Linked DNA regions of Sus scrofa: region 2 is linked to region 1. The links are chromatin contacts, called in public Hi-C maps. All regions are on one chromosome and are shown on one strand. The core of a region is the stretch at or near the end of the contact, and the rest is flanking DNA. Distances in the headings are between cores, read along the strand shown.

Evidence for each region. Hi-C and Micro-C count contacts between places; a contact is called where the count stands out from the background.
Region 2: a contact with region 1 is called in a Hi-C map of liver, with 6 times the contacts expected there. The contact joins the promoter of CHERP here to the promoter of DDA1 in region 1. A contact is called at or near these places in 1 of 5 promoter capture datasets (liver) and 2 of 47 Hi-C or Micro-C datasets (heart right ventricle and liver).

Annotation. Positions count from the first base shown.
Region 1 is chr2:60,374,649-60,380,368 of Sscrofa11.1, reverse strand. It overlaps DDA1 (DET1- and DDB1-associated protein 1), which reads left to right and starts at 3,383. Exons shown (of 5, transcript XM_021083567.1): 1 at 3,383-3,536. The coding sequence starts at 3,534. It overlaps MRPL34 (39S ribosomal protein L34, mitochondrial), which reads left to right and starts at 1,402. Exons shown (of 2, transcript XM_021083568.1): 1 at 1,402-1,630; 2 at 1,814-2,465. The coding sequence starts at 1,557. The coding sequence ends at 2,027.
Region 2 is chr2:61,060,290-61,066,009 of Sscrofa11.1, reverse strand. CHERP (calcium homeostasis endoplasmic reticulum protein) reads right to left here and starts at 3,050. Exons shown (of 17, transcript XM_021083582.1): 1 at 2,906-3,050; 2 at 2,422-2,595. The coding sequence starts at 2,930.

The DNA.
Region 1 (5,720 bases), core at 2,134-4,633:
CCAGATCCTTGCAATTTCAGTCGGGGAAACCGAGGTGCATAAAGGGCACAAGTTTACAAGGCAAGATGAGGGGCAGAGATGGGACTTGGAACCACGGCTTTGTGATTCCAACTCCTGCAAATTGTTATTCGTTAAATCATTAAACAGATGTCTTGGAGCTTTGGGTAAATAGGGAATTGGAATTTCACAGATAGGCCAACTGGTGGCCAATTTAACTGGGAGCTGTGGTCCCAGCTGGAGTCAGAGAGGCCATGGTCCAGCCTCTGCCTTTTGCTGATATGTGACCTTGGGCAAACCCCTTTCCTGAGACTCCACTTATTTCTCTATGAAATTAATCCCCTCATAAATTTGCTATGCAGGTAAAACACTCAGCAGGGAAAGTGCTTCATACATTACTGGTGTTATTATTGTACTGGTGTAGTATTGCAGAGGTTTGCAAAATGGTGGTTCAGGTAGGATGGGCTTCAGAGGACAAGGGGTTAAGCATCCCTTGCCCAGTCCTATTCCCTGGAATTTGCTGCCAGAGTTGGATTAGGTCCAGCCACCCACTCTTGCCCACTCAGGGTGCTCCTGGGAGACTACAGTTTATTCATCCAGAAAAAAAAATTCCCCTCCCCCTCTCCAAGCGGGGAGGATGCTGGGGTGCCTGCAAGTCTGGCTCTTGAGGACCCCCTCAGCTTCAGGGAGAGTCTGGGGAGAACTGGGGTTGGGGGGGCAGTGTTGAGCCAGAGGGAGGGGCAAGTCTGGAGAAAGGGGAGTATCTGAGGAGGATTTTTAAAAGATGAATAGGAGAGCACCAGCCAGAGGAGGGTATAGCTGAAATTTAGGATGTGTGTGTATGTCTGTCGAGAGGAGAGTGGGCTTCAAATGCCTGGCAGTGGAGCTGGATATTTTCCCGGGGACTATGGGGAGCCAGAGATGGTATGTGAGAAGGGAAAGGGTTCATATATGAATACTAGAAATTTTCTCCTAAGGTCTGAATGGGGGTACGACCAAGGGCAAGCTTGCAACCCTTGGGTTTTACAGATTGAGAAACTGAATAACCACCCAAGGACATACGGCCAACTTGAACTCAGACCGCCTGGGCTCACAGCCAAGAGGCAGAGACTTGGCTGGGGCTAAAGGAAAGCTGCCAGCCAGCTGTGTGCCATCTGCCTGGCTCCCGCTGGGGGTGGGAAATTCAACCAGCCGTCTCCTGAGGCTGCCACCAGCTGCGCCACCGTCACCCAAGTGTACCCTCCTCGGGTCTGCAGGAAAAGAAACTACAACTCCTAGCAGACCCGGGGACTTAATGCTCTGTACGCAAGCGTCTGCTGAGGAGGCGCCGTTCTCCTGCCACCTGCTGGTCCATCTGAAAAATTACATGCGCCTGTGTGCAAGGACGCTCACGCCTAAGGTGTGGGCGCGCAGACGTAGAACTACAATTCCGGGAGGCCCCCGCGGCAAGGAAGGCTCCGCTGTAGGAAAAACTACAACTCCCAGAAGTCCTCGTTCGCAGCTGCGGAACCTACGGGTTTCGGAATAGCTGCCACTGGACGGAGTGCCGGCGGCTGGACATGGCTTTCTTGGCTAGATCCGTGGGTCGCCTCTTGGACCCCGTCAGTAGGTCAGCGGCGCTAGTAGGTGGCAGGTGAGTCCTCAGTGGGTCCCCTTCCCAAATCTGGGAGTAAGAGCGGAGTCGAGGGGCTGACCCCAGCTATTTACCAACGACATGACCTTCCTTCCAATGCCTTGCGAACTCGAGGTTGAGCGCCACGCAGCAGTCACACAGCAATCTTTTCTGACCTTTCTCGCTTTTTCTCTGACCGGGCAGGTGGCTCCAGCCCCAGGCCTGGCTGGGGTTCCCGGATACATGGGGACTCCCCGCCATGCAGCAGACCCGGGGCAAGGCGCGCGGGAACGAGTATCAGCCGAGTAACATCAAACGCAAGCACAAGCATGGTTGGGTCCGGCGCTTGAGAACGCCAACCGGGGTCCAAGTCATTCTTCGTCGCATGCACAAGGGCCGAAAATCATTGAGCCATTGAGAAGGGCGACGCTGCCGCCTGGACCCCTCATTAAATCATTTCCCTCGCTTAGCCTGTGGCTGTTTTTGTGGAGAGCTGGAGAGCAGGACGACTGGGATTCGGACGGACATGAATATCCCTCACATTGGCCCAGGGGAAGAAATCTGGTATTATACTGGAAAAAGGAGTGGAAGTCAGACCTTGCCCGGTGCTTTTTTACGCTTTTGAATTAGGAAGAATTTCGAACTTAACGCAACAGTCTAGTGACCAATTACCCACAACCCATCCTGCCCCCTCCTGAGATGCAAATCTCAGGCGTCAGATTATTCTGTAAATATTTCAGAAGGCACCTCTTCAAGATAAGGGCTCTTTAATACATATTCACAAAACTTTTCACAGCTGAAAAAAAGTTATCAGTTCTTTTAGTCATTGAAAGTCTAATAAATGTTCACATTTTCACTTGTGTTGTAAAATGTCGTGATTCCCACGGTTCTAGGAAGGCTTGTGGAGAGTTGGGAGGGATATGAACCCAACCACCTGCCCCTTGGGGATGGGCTATGTGACTTTGAGCAAGACCTTAACTCTCTGAGGCTTATCTGGCTTCTACAAAATCAGGTGCTCGTTTCTCCCTTGCTGTGTTGTTGCTGGAGTAATAATACTAACTTCCCCTTAGTAACCTGAGGAGTACTTCCTCAATAAATCCTTGTTCTGTCCAGGCTGTCAGGCTGGTGAGGAGTTGGGAGGTAGATTCGTACGCAGGCAGTTTGGACATAGTGGAGTCAGGGCTGGTAAGAGGGTGGTGAGGGCTATGGGGCCATGAGGAAGCACCCGACTTGGCATTGGGAAGAACACAGGGAAGGCTTCCAGGAAGAGATGGCAGGGTGTGGGAGGGCCGAAGGAAGGAGGGACTAGAGAGGGGTCAGCATAAAAGGTGGACGAATTTGGCTGGAGGGGCCCAGGATATGGGGCCGAGGAGGTGGGACTGAACCCTTGGGGTAATGAGGAGTCACGGGAAGTGTTCGAAGAAGAGTCTGGGTTGTCAGTTCAAAGATAATTCAAGCAGCTAGTGTGGAATAGCTTAGATATGCTGAAACCTAAGATTGGGACCCTGGGGAGGAGGCTGAGAGTGTCATGGTGGGTCCCCACCTCCGGGACCTCCAGGTGCCGCAGACTACAAATTCCAAGAGGCTTTGGGGGCAGCCTCCGCCCACTTCCGGAGTTCGCTGCCCCTCTCTTGCAATTCCCGGGCGGGGTTTTGCTCCCTCAACCGAACTTGACCACGAAGGGAGGAGGCGTGACGTCCAATGGGCGCGTGACTTAGTTAGATCAGGCCAATGGGAGCGCGCAAAGACCTTATAGCCTAGAGGCGGGGCTAGAGGGCGGACCAATGACGGACGGGCGGCCACACCATCAGTGTGGGCTGTGCGGTGGCTGGAAGTTACTGTGCGGCGGCGGCTAAGAAGGCGGCTGTGGTGGCGGCGGCGGCAGCAGAGACGGTGGCTGAGGAGGCGACGGAGGAAACAGAAGATGGTGAGGGTGGCTGCCGGGGCCGTACTCCCCCCTTCTCTTGACAAAATGGCGCCGCGGGCCCACCCACCCCCAGTAATCCCCCTGGCCCCTCACCGTCCTGCCTGGCCCCCTCTAGCCCGGCCCGCCCCTCCCTTTGACCCGTGCCCTTCGACCCCTAGACCCCTGCTGCGAGCTTCCTGCTGACCTCGCCCTGGCTCCATCTCCGACCCCTGACCCACCTAAGCTTTCAGGCCCTGACAAGTCATTCATTTCCGGGTCGCGGTCCCCCCGGAAATAGCCTAGGGGTGGGTATGGGGTCCCCCAAGACCCCCATCTCAGGTCCCGTTCTCCGCGCGGTAGGCCTGGGCTTTTCCAGTTTGAGAGGGCTTAGGAGGCCGGCCTGAGCGTCGGGGCGGGGAAGGGGCTTGATGCCTTGACGTGCGGGGCTTTGTCGCCAAAGGAAGTGCGACATCGCAAACTGCCCCAGTCCCCCGACCCCACCTCCAGATTTCTGCCCTGACCAGCTCTAAGAGGGAGTAACTTCGTCTCTCCAATCACCAGGCCCTACCTCTGTTAAATGGGGGTAGCAATAGTTCAGACCTCATACGATTGCGATAATTTAGGGAACTGACGTCTTAAAGAGCTTGGGATGGTGAACGCTCAACAGATGAGCTGGGTTACTCAGGGATGTTGACATCCCCTCTCAGCTGTCTCCTCATCTTGAAGTTGGGTTAATGCCAGCTCGTGGTTGGGAGGTTAAAATCCCCCCTGGGCCGCTCACTCATCCTGGGATTTGGGTCTGATGGTTCTTTGGGGTTTCCTGTCTCCACCTGTGAAGTGTGACACAGCCTCAGAGTTGGGTTGAAGCCCCCTCCGTTCCCCACACTACTTGACATCTTCAGGGCTGACAGGGGTAATGAAAGCTTTTGTCAGGGCAAGTCAAATCCCATTGGTCCTGGACTCAGGGTCCCAGCCCACAAGCCACAGTCCTTGGGGTGTGGTGGGGGATGGGCAAAAGAAGACTTCTTGTCACAAAGGGTATAGGAAACTGATAAGTGCATTCCTAGCACGTGGATCCCCAAGCCTGGGTGTTGTCCTTGATTCCTTGCTGCAGCCTCATTGCCCACGCCCAGACCATAGTGGGTTTTGTTGGCTCTGCCTCCAGAATGAATTCTAATTTTGTCCTTGGCTCCCCACCCTGGTCCAGGCACCTCTACCTCTCACCTGAACACCTGCTGCAGCCTCCTCCCTGGTCTCCTTCTCTCCATCCAGCCCCACTGGCAGTCCAGAACCAGAGGGAGTTTTTAAAGATGTCAGTCAGATTATACCACTTTCTAGCTTACAAAACACTCCAGGGGTTTCCTGTTGTAACCCCAATGAAACCCCAGCTCCCCCTCAGTCTCCAAGGTCCCTGCCCATCTCTGTGACCTCATCTTTTTACCCCCCACCCCCTTGAGCTTCAGCCACAGTGGCCTTGTTTTCACATTTTCACGCTCCAAGTCCCTGCCATCCCAGGGCCTTTGCACTCATTACTTCTTCTGCCTGGAATGCACCTTCTCCTGTGAACATCTCAGAATCCCCCATGTCTCTCCTCTCTCTGCACACCATTTCTTTTCCTCGTCTTGCTTTGGTTGGGTCACTGGCAGGCTGCCTACACAGGGACTGGCACACAGATAATCAGTGAGTGTTTGCTGAGGCAGTGGATGATAGCTTCTGGACCCAACTGTAGCTAGGATTTGTCTGGCTGAGTGAGGATTTCTCCCCGTTTCCAAGACCTTATTTTCCTGCTTAGCTGACAGGAAGTACTGGCCATACCCTGTCTTCATTCATTTATTCAGCACAGATTGATGCTAACAGCTGCCCTCAAGGGAGCTCTGTGCAGAGCTCTCTCCCTGTGTTGTCTTACTGAGACACAGAACAACCCTGGAAGGGGTCCCTGTTGTGGCCCTCGGTTCACAGCAGGGGTGGCCAGGCTGAGAAGTCACTTGTCCCAAGTCACACAGAGAGGGAAGGTCCCATCCAGAATTGAGTGCAGGCCCGGGGCTCCCGCATCTCTCACCACTCTGCCTCCAGGCCCCATGTGAACCCTGTCAGGGGCCCAGGGTTGAGCCAGCCTCACCCCGCCCTCTGCCTCAGGGAGGCAGATATGTAAACAGATGATTTCTTTGGGGTATGAATGTGGCTCTAGCAGAGGCTCCCAAGGTG
Region 2 (5,720 bases), core at 1,801-4,300, 690 kb before region 1:
CTCACTCAGCCCCACGGCCTCATCTCAGCTCCTTGTCTCACGTGGCTGGTATAGCTGTCTCCTTGGCCCCTCCTTCCTCTGTCTGACCCTTATGCCCAGTTTGTGAACTAAGTCCTCTTTTCCAAGTAAGCCCCCAGGGAAACATGATATACTCCTGGGGCTGCAGTTACAGTCTGCACCCTACTACCCCATAAACTATCACTGTCATCCTGGGTTCCTCAAGCTTTGGGTCTCATTACAGACCAAACAGCCCACTGCTCTCTATAGGCATCACTTTCCCCTCACCCTGTGCCCTACCCCTTCCAAAGTCCCCCTCCTGACCTGTGGCTGGCACAGCTACGTCCATATACTCAAGCCAGAAGCCAAGAAAGTCTAGACACCTCTCTTCCTTGCAGCTCATACTAAACTGTAGTCAAGGTACTCCCCTAGATCACATGCCAACCTGTCCATGTCTCTGCCATCACCACCATAACTCTGCTGTCACCTGTATCACCCTGGGAACTGGTTTCCTGTGCTGTGTCCACTCCTGTCCCCCCCACTCACAGCTGTAGTACCGTTGCTCAAGTGTGGTCCAAAAGGCACCCCAGGTGATACCGAGACTATAAACAAGCACAGAAATGCCAAGAGAGCGTTTTGGCACTTTTAAAGCAATTTGATATTTCATGGTTCATGTTTCTACTGTGCAAAACTGTACTTTTCACAGCAAATTGTTAAAAACAAAAACCAGTCCGTTACCACAGTCTGTGGGGCAACATGCTAGAGCAGTCAAGGGTCTCAATCTTCTCAGACTACCAGGGTGAAGGGCGGGCTACACAGTGGCTAACCCTGCTCCAGAACATAGTCTTGAAACCCTTCAAGAGCTCCCCAAAAGCCTCCAGAATTCCTGAATCCTTGGCAAACCAGCCCTACCTGCTCTGCACCCTCCCTTCTGGCCACCCCAAGAATCCCTCCTTCTCTGGGCTCCAGGCACCCTGAGCTCTTGTCCCCTCTCTCCCCAACCCCTCCTCAGGCGTGTTCCTCAGCCTGAACACACTTGTCTCGTCAGTTCCCATCAGCTAAATGACTTGAACTTTAATGGCAACAGTTACCTACATAAAACACTTTCTGAGCCCCATTCCCTTCCAGAAGCATCCCAACCCCCATTATAGCACCACGTCCCAAGAAGGTCCTGATTTCTGACCTTCCAGGATGGGAATAGGCTCCCCTTGCAGGGAAAGCATCTCTCACCTCACAGGAACCGGAGCCAAAACACTGTCCTCCCCTGCCCAATTATGCCACCTGCTTCAATATCCAACTGGCCCTTCCCTTTAACCCCAACTGTCCCCAGGCCCACATTCTCTACTCGACCTGCCAACTTAATTCAGATTTTACCACCAAACTGGTCCTAGACTCCACTCAATGCTCCCTCCAATCTGTCCTCCATACAAGTCACCCAAAACCCAACATTTTCAGGCAACAGACCTCCTCCACCCTCATCTCAAACATACACAGGCACCAGAAGAACACCAGACTAAAGAAGAAAACCCAAGCTTTTCCCTGGCATTTACCACTCCAGATCAAACCCGACCCTGTCGACACACATCAAAACTCCAGCCATGCTGGGCTGCTCACAACACACTGTGTTTGCAAACGTGATGACTGAGGTTTCTTTCCGCTCTCAAAACACACTGTGCTTGTTCAAGCCATTGAACCTTTGCTGTGTCCTATGAACTCTTTATTGAACACCTACTACGTGCTACCTATTAGGCACAACAATGCCAAACAAGGCCCGGTTGGCCGTGGGGAACTTGTAGTTCAGGGAGCATCCACCTTTCAATGTCCATCTACTTGGCAATCTAGAACACAACATATCTGGAAGCTAAGGATTCACTACTGAACAGGGCAGATGTGGGTTCAGGGATCTTTACTACCTGGTGATTATCTGTTATTCAGAGACCAACTGTGTTAACCAACCCCATCTTAAGCTCTTTTAGAAGAGGGTTGGAATTTTGATACCAAGAACTAATACCCACGAAACAACTCATTTTTGATCTAGGCTACAACCATCTTAAAATGCACAAAAACCTCGCTGGACAGTATTTGCCCCAAGGGTCTCACCCAATCTGGCTTCTACTACTTCCTCCCTGGAAACCGCTGAAGTAGTCACTACCTTCCTGACCTCAGTCATCACGTTTGCAAAACAAGAGTAAACCCTGATCTGGAGCCCAGCAAAAGGATCGATAACCCCGTTCTCCATTACACTGGGACCCAGCTGCCGCACGGGTGCAGAGCCCCGGGAACAGCGAATGGGACCGTGAAGACCGAGCTAATCCATATTCCCAGAAGAACAAGCGATTTAAAAAAAGGCGGTCTGTGGCAGAGCCCGAAATGGAATCAGAAAGGAATCGCTGGAGAGGACGGCCGGAGAGCAAGAGAACTCACGCTGCTGCTGCTCCAGCGCCAACTTGCACTTATAGTAACTGTAGAACTCTCCTCCGAACAGAAACGAAAATTTTGGGTTGTCCTTCTGCTTCTCCATCGTCATCTTTTCAAATTCGGGCCCATTCCGAGCCACGAACTGGGCCAGCTTGTCGATGACATTTCGGAGCTCCTGGTCTGGAGGACGGAGAAAAGGCCACGCGGGGCGTCAGCGAGAACCGCCCAAATTCGGGGGCCCTGTCGTCCCAGCCCGCGTCTGCTGGGCCGGGGGTCCCTAGGGGTGGGTCCGGGAAAGGCCGCCTTTGTACGGGTCCCGATAGGGGCCAGAAGCGCGCCGAGAATGCGGGAACCCGCGGGAGAGGCCGCAGGCGGACCCCGGAGGCCGAGCCCCGCCCCCTCCTAGGCCCGGGGACCCCGGGAGGCGAGGTAGGCCAACAGGGGATTCCGGGGAGAGAGAAACAGCCTTCGAGCCCAGGCTGGGCCTCACCATCAGGCGGCAGCGGCATCTCCATGGCTCCAGCCGCGGGGAACGTCCTCCGGCGCCTCACGATCGCCCACCAGGGCCGTCTGCGGAAGCCGGCCGGAAGTGGCGCGAGGGAGCCTTTTACGACTGGCTTCGCGCGCTGCTTCCGCCCGCCACTTACGGCCGTCGCCAGGAAACCCCGGAAGTGAGGAAACGAGGCAGGCGGGAAGAAGCCGCGAGGGGCCGAACGCACGGAGGGGCGAGCACCACGCACGCGCAGGGGCTTTCCCGCGCATGTGCGGAATGGACTTCTGTAGCGCGACGCGAGGGAACGGCTGGAACGGTGCAGGCGGCCGTTAGCTGCTCTTGGGGCGTTTTCCCACGTTACGTGTTGCAATGCGAGGACTTGGGCAGTAGATTCTTCCGTAGGACTAGGGGCCCTGGGGAGTTACTGCGCTAGTCAGTGCCCTATTTTCTCCCAGCGAGGCGGCGGTGCGGAAAATACGAGGTGAGGTGCGTCCAGGAGGCGCCTGGGCTGCGGCGCCGGTCACATCCTCCCGGGCTCGTCCGGATGTAAAAGTAGAACTGGGAGGCTACAGGCGTGGCGGGGATGGAACAGGGCTTATCGAGGTTCAAAAGTTTCTCCTGCTGTGCTTCTTTTCTTTAATCCAACTCTTTGATAAAGAAGACTTAGGGCGAGGGGACACCTCCACCTCTACTCCCTCCGTTTTCAGAAGCCTTTCAGAGCTCGCGTGGCTTCTGTGTAGTCATTCAAGCGGGTGCCGGGCCTTCTAGGCTGCGCGGTCAGAAAGATGCACCTTGAAATACGCAGTTATGTTACTTATGAAACTTTGAGGAGTTCCCACTGTGGCGAAACGGGATCTGCAGCGCCAAGACACAGATTGGATTCCCCGGCCGGGCTCAGTGGGTGAAAGAATCCGGCTTAGTTGCCCCAGCTGCAGCGTAGGTCACAACTGCAGTTCAGATTTGATCCCCGGGCCCATATGCCCCGGGGCGGCCAAAAAAAGTGAAATAAAACGATGGTAAAGTTAACGCTTGCTAATTGCGGGGAAAGATAGCAAGGAACAGCAAACGTTAAAGAAACGTAGACTTGTGACTTCCCTCGCAATCTGAACGCTTTTGGGATTACCATTGTTAACATTAACACTTAGTTGGCGGTACCTCCCTACTCTGAAAACGGTGTTGGGGTGTTTTAGATACATTTTTTAAATTGTTACTTAGTTTCTCCATCTGACGTTATAGATTGTCTCCTGTATCCCAAATAGTATTCTTAGACTAGAGGCTGGCAAACTTTTTCTATAAAGGGCCAGATAGCAAATATTTTTGCTGGCCAAGACCCAAAATCAAGGATATTATGTAGGTGTTTGGCCAAGAGCCAAAATCAAGGATATTATGTAGGTGCTTGGTGCTTATATAACCAAAGAGAAAAATGTGCATAACACTTTTTAGTGGTAGAATTTATAAATAGAGTGTTACAAATACAGGTCTGAATGGAAAGCTTTTGGGGGATTCCAAGTCACTCTTTCCTGTCATTAACTGATTCTAAATGTCACCTGCAAAGACCATTCTTGGTTCACAAAAAGGCAGGCTAGATGTATGTAGCTTGTGGATGAAACAATTCAAACCTAAGCTCTGCTTTCAGAAGCCCACAGTCTGGGTAGGCAGAGACCCATAAATCAGTAGTCAAATGTGTCAGTACATAAGTATTATTAAGGACAACAGAAGGGTGCTGAGATCATAAGGTGGGAGGGCAGTGCCTACCTTGATAGGGTTGTCTGAGAAGGCCTTTAGGAGGTGAGGTTTGCACTGACATCCCACTCAGTAACTATGTGAAGTGTCCAGGCAGAGTGAATATCAAGTGAACGTTCTCAGTAATCTGCATAGTGTGATTTTTTTTCCTATGCCAGTAAAGATCTGTAATATCGAGAAGCTTTAACCTGTGATCCACCATAAATGGCCTTTAGAGCTAGCACAACATTGTACATAATGTATATTCTCGTGAGTTGAAGAAACATAGCATTTATCATTAACAGGATCTGTGAACCAAAAATGTATGGTTTTTTTTTTTGTCTTTTTGCCTTTTCTAGGGCCGCTTCTGTGGCATATGGAGATTCCCCAGGCTAGGGGTCGAATCCGAGCCGGATGGTCATTTTTAATGACCTCATAGGACGGACAGTGCAGTATGGATTTACTACTAATAATATATTGAAGCCAGACCATGGAGTCTCCTGGGTTGGTTCCACTTTGCAACCACTATGAAGTTTTAGTGTACACAGAGATCTTGTGCTGGAAAAAGGGGTGTACTTTTAATGCTGATGTTGCTCAGCTGCACCCCAGAAAGGTTGAACACCCGTGACTACTATTATACATTCATTTCATAGACTGAAAATTTAAACATCTCAAGGCCTCCCCCAGGCTCATTTCAGTGCATTAAAACAGAATCCAGGGGTCAGAAGAAAGCGGTGGAATTGCTAGAAGTCAAGGCTGGTGCAGAGACAGTCACCTGTGACCTGGAAGGAAAGCTCTTTTAGGTAAACATGTAAAATGCACACCTCTTGGTGAGATGAACTGAGGGGGCCCACTTAAGAAACAAAATGGAGGAGTTCCCATCGTGGCGCAGTGGTTAACGAATCCGACTAGGAACCATGAGGTTGCGGGTTCCATCCCTGCCCTTGCTCAGTGGGTTAACGATCCGGCGTTGCTGTGAGCTGTGGTGTAGGTTGCAGACGCGGCTCGGATCCCGCGTTGCTGTGGCTCTGGCGTAGGCCGGTGGCTACAGCTCCGATTGGACCCCTAGCCTGGGAACCTCCATATGCCG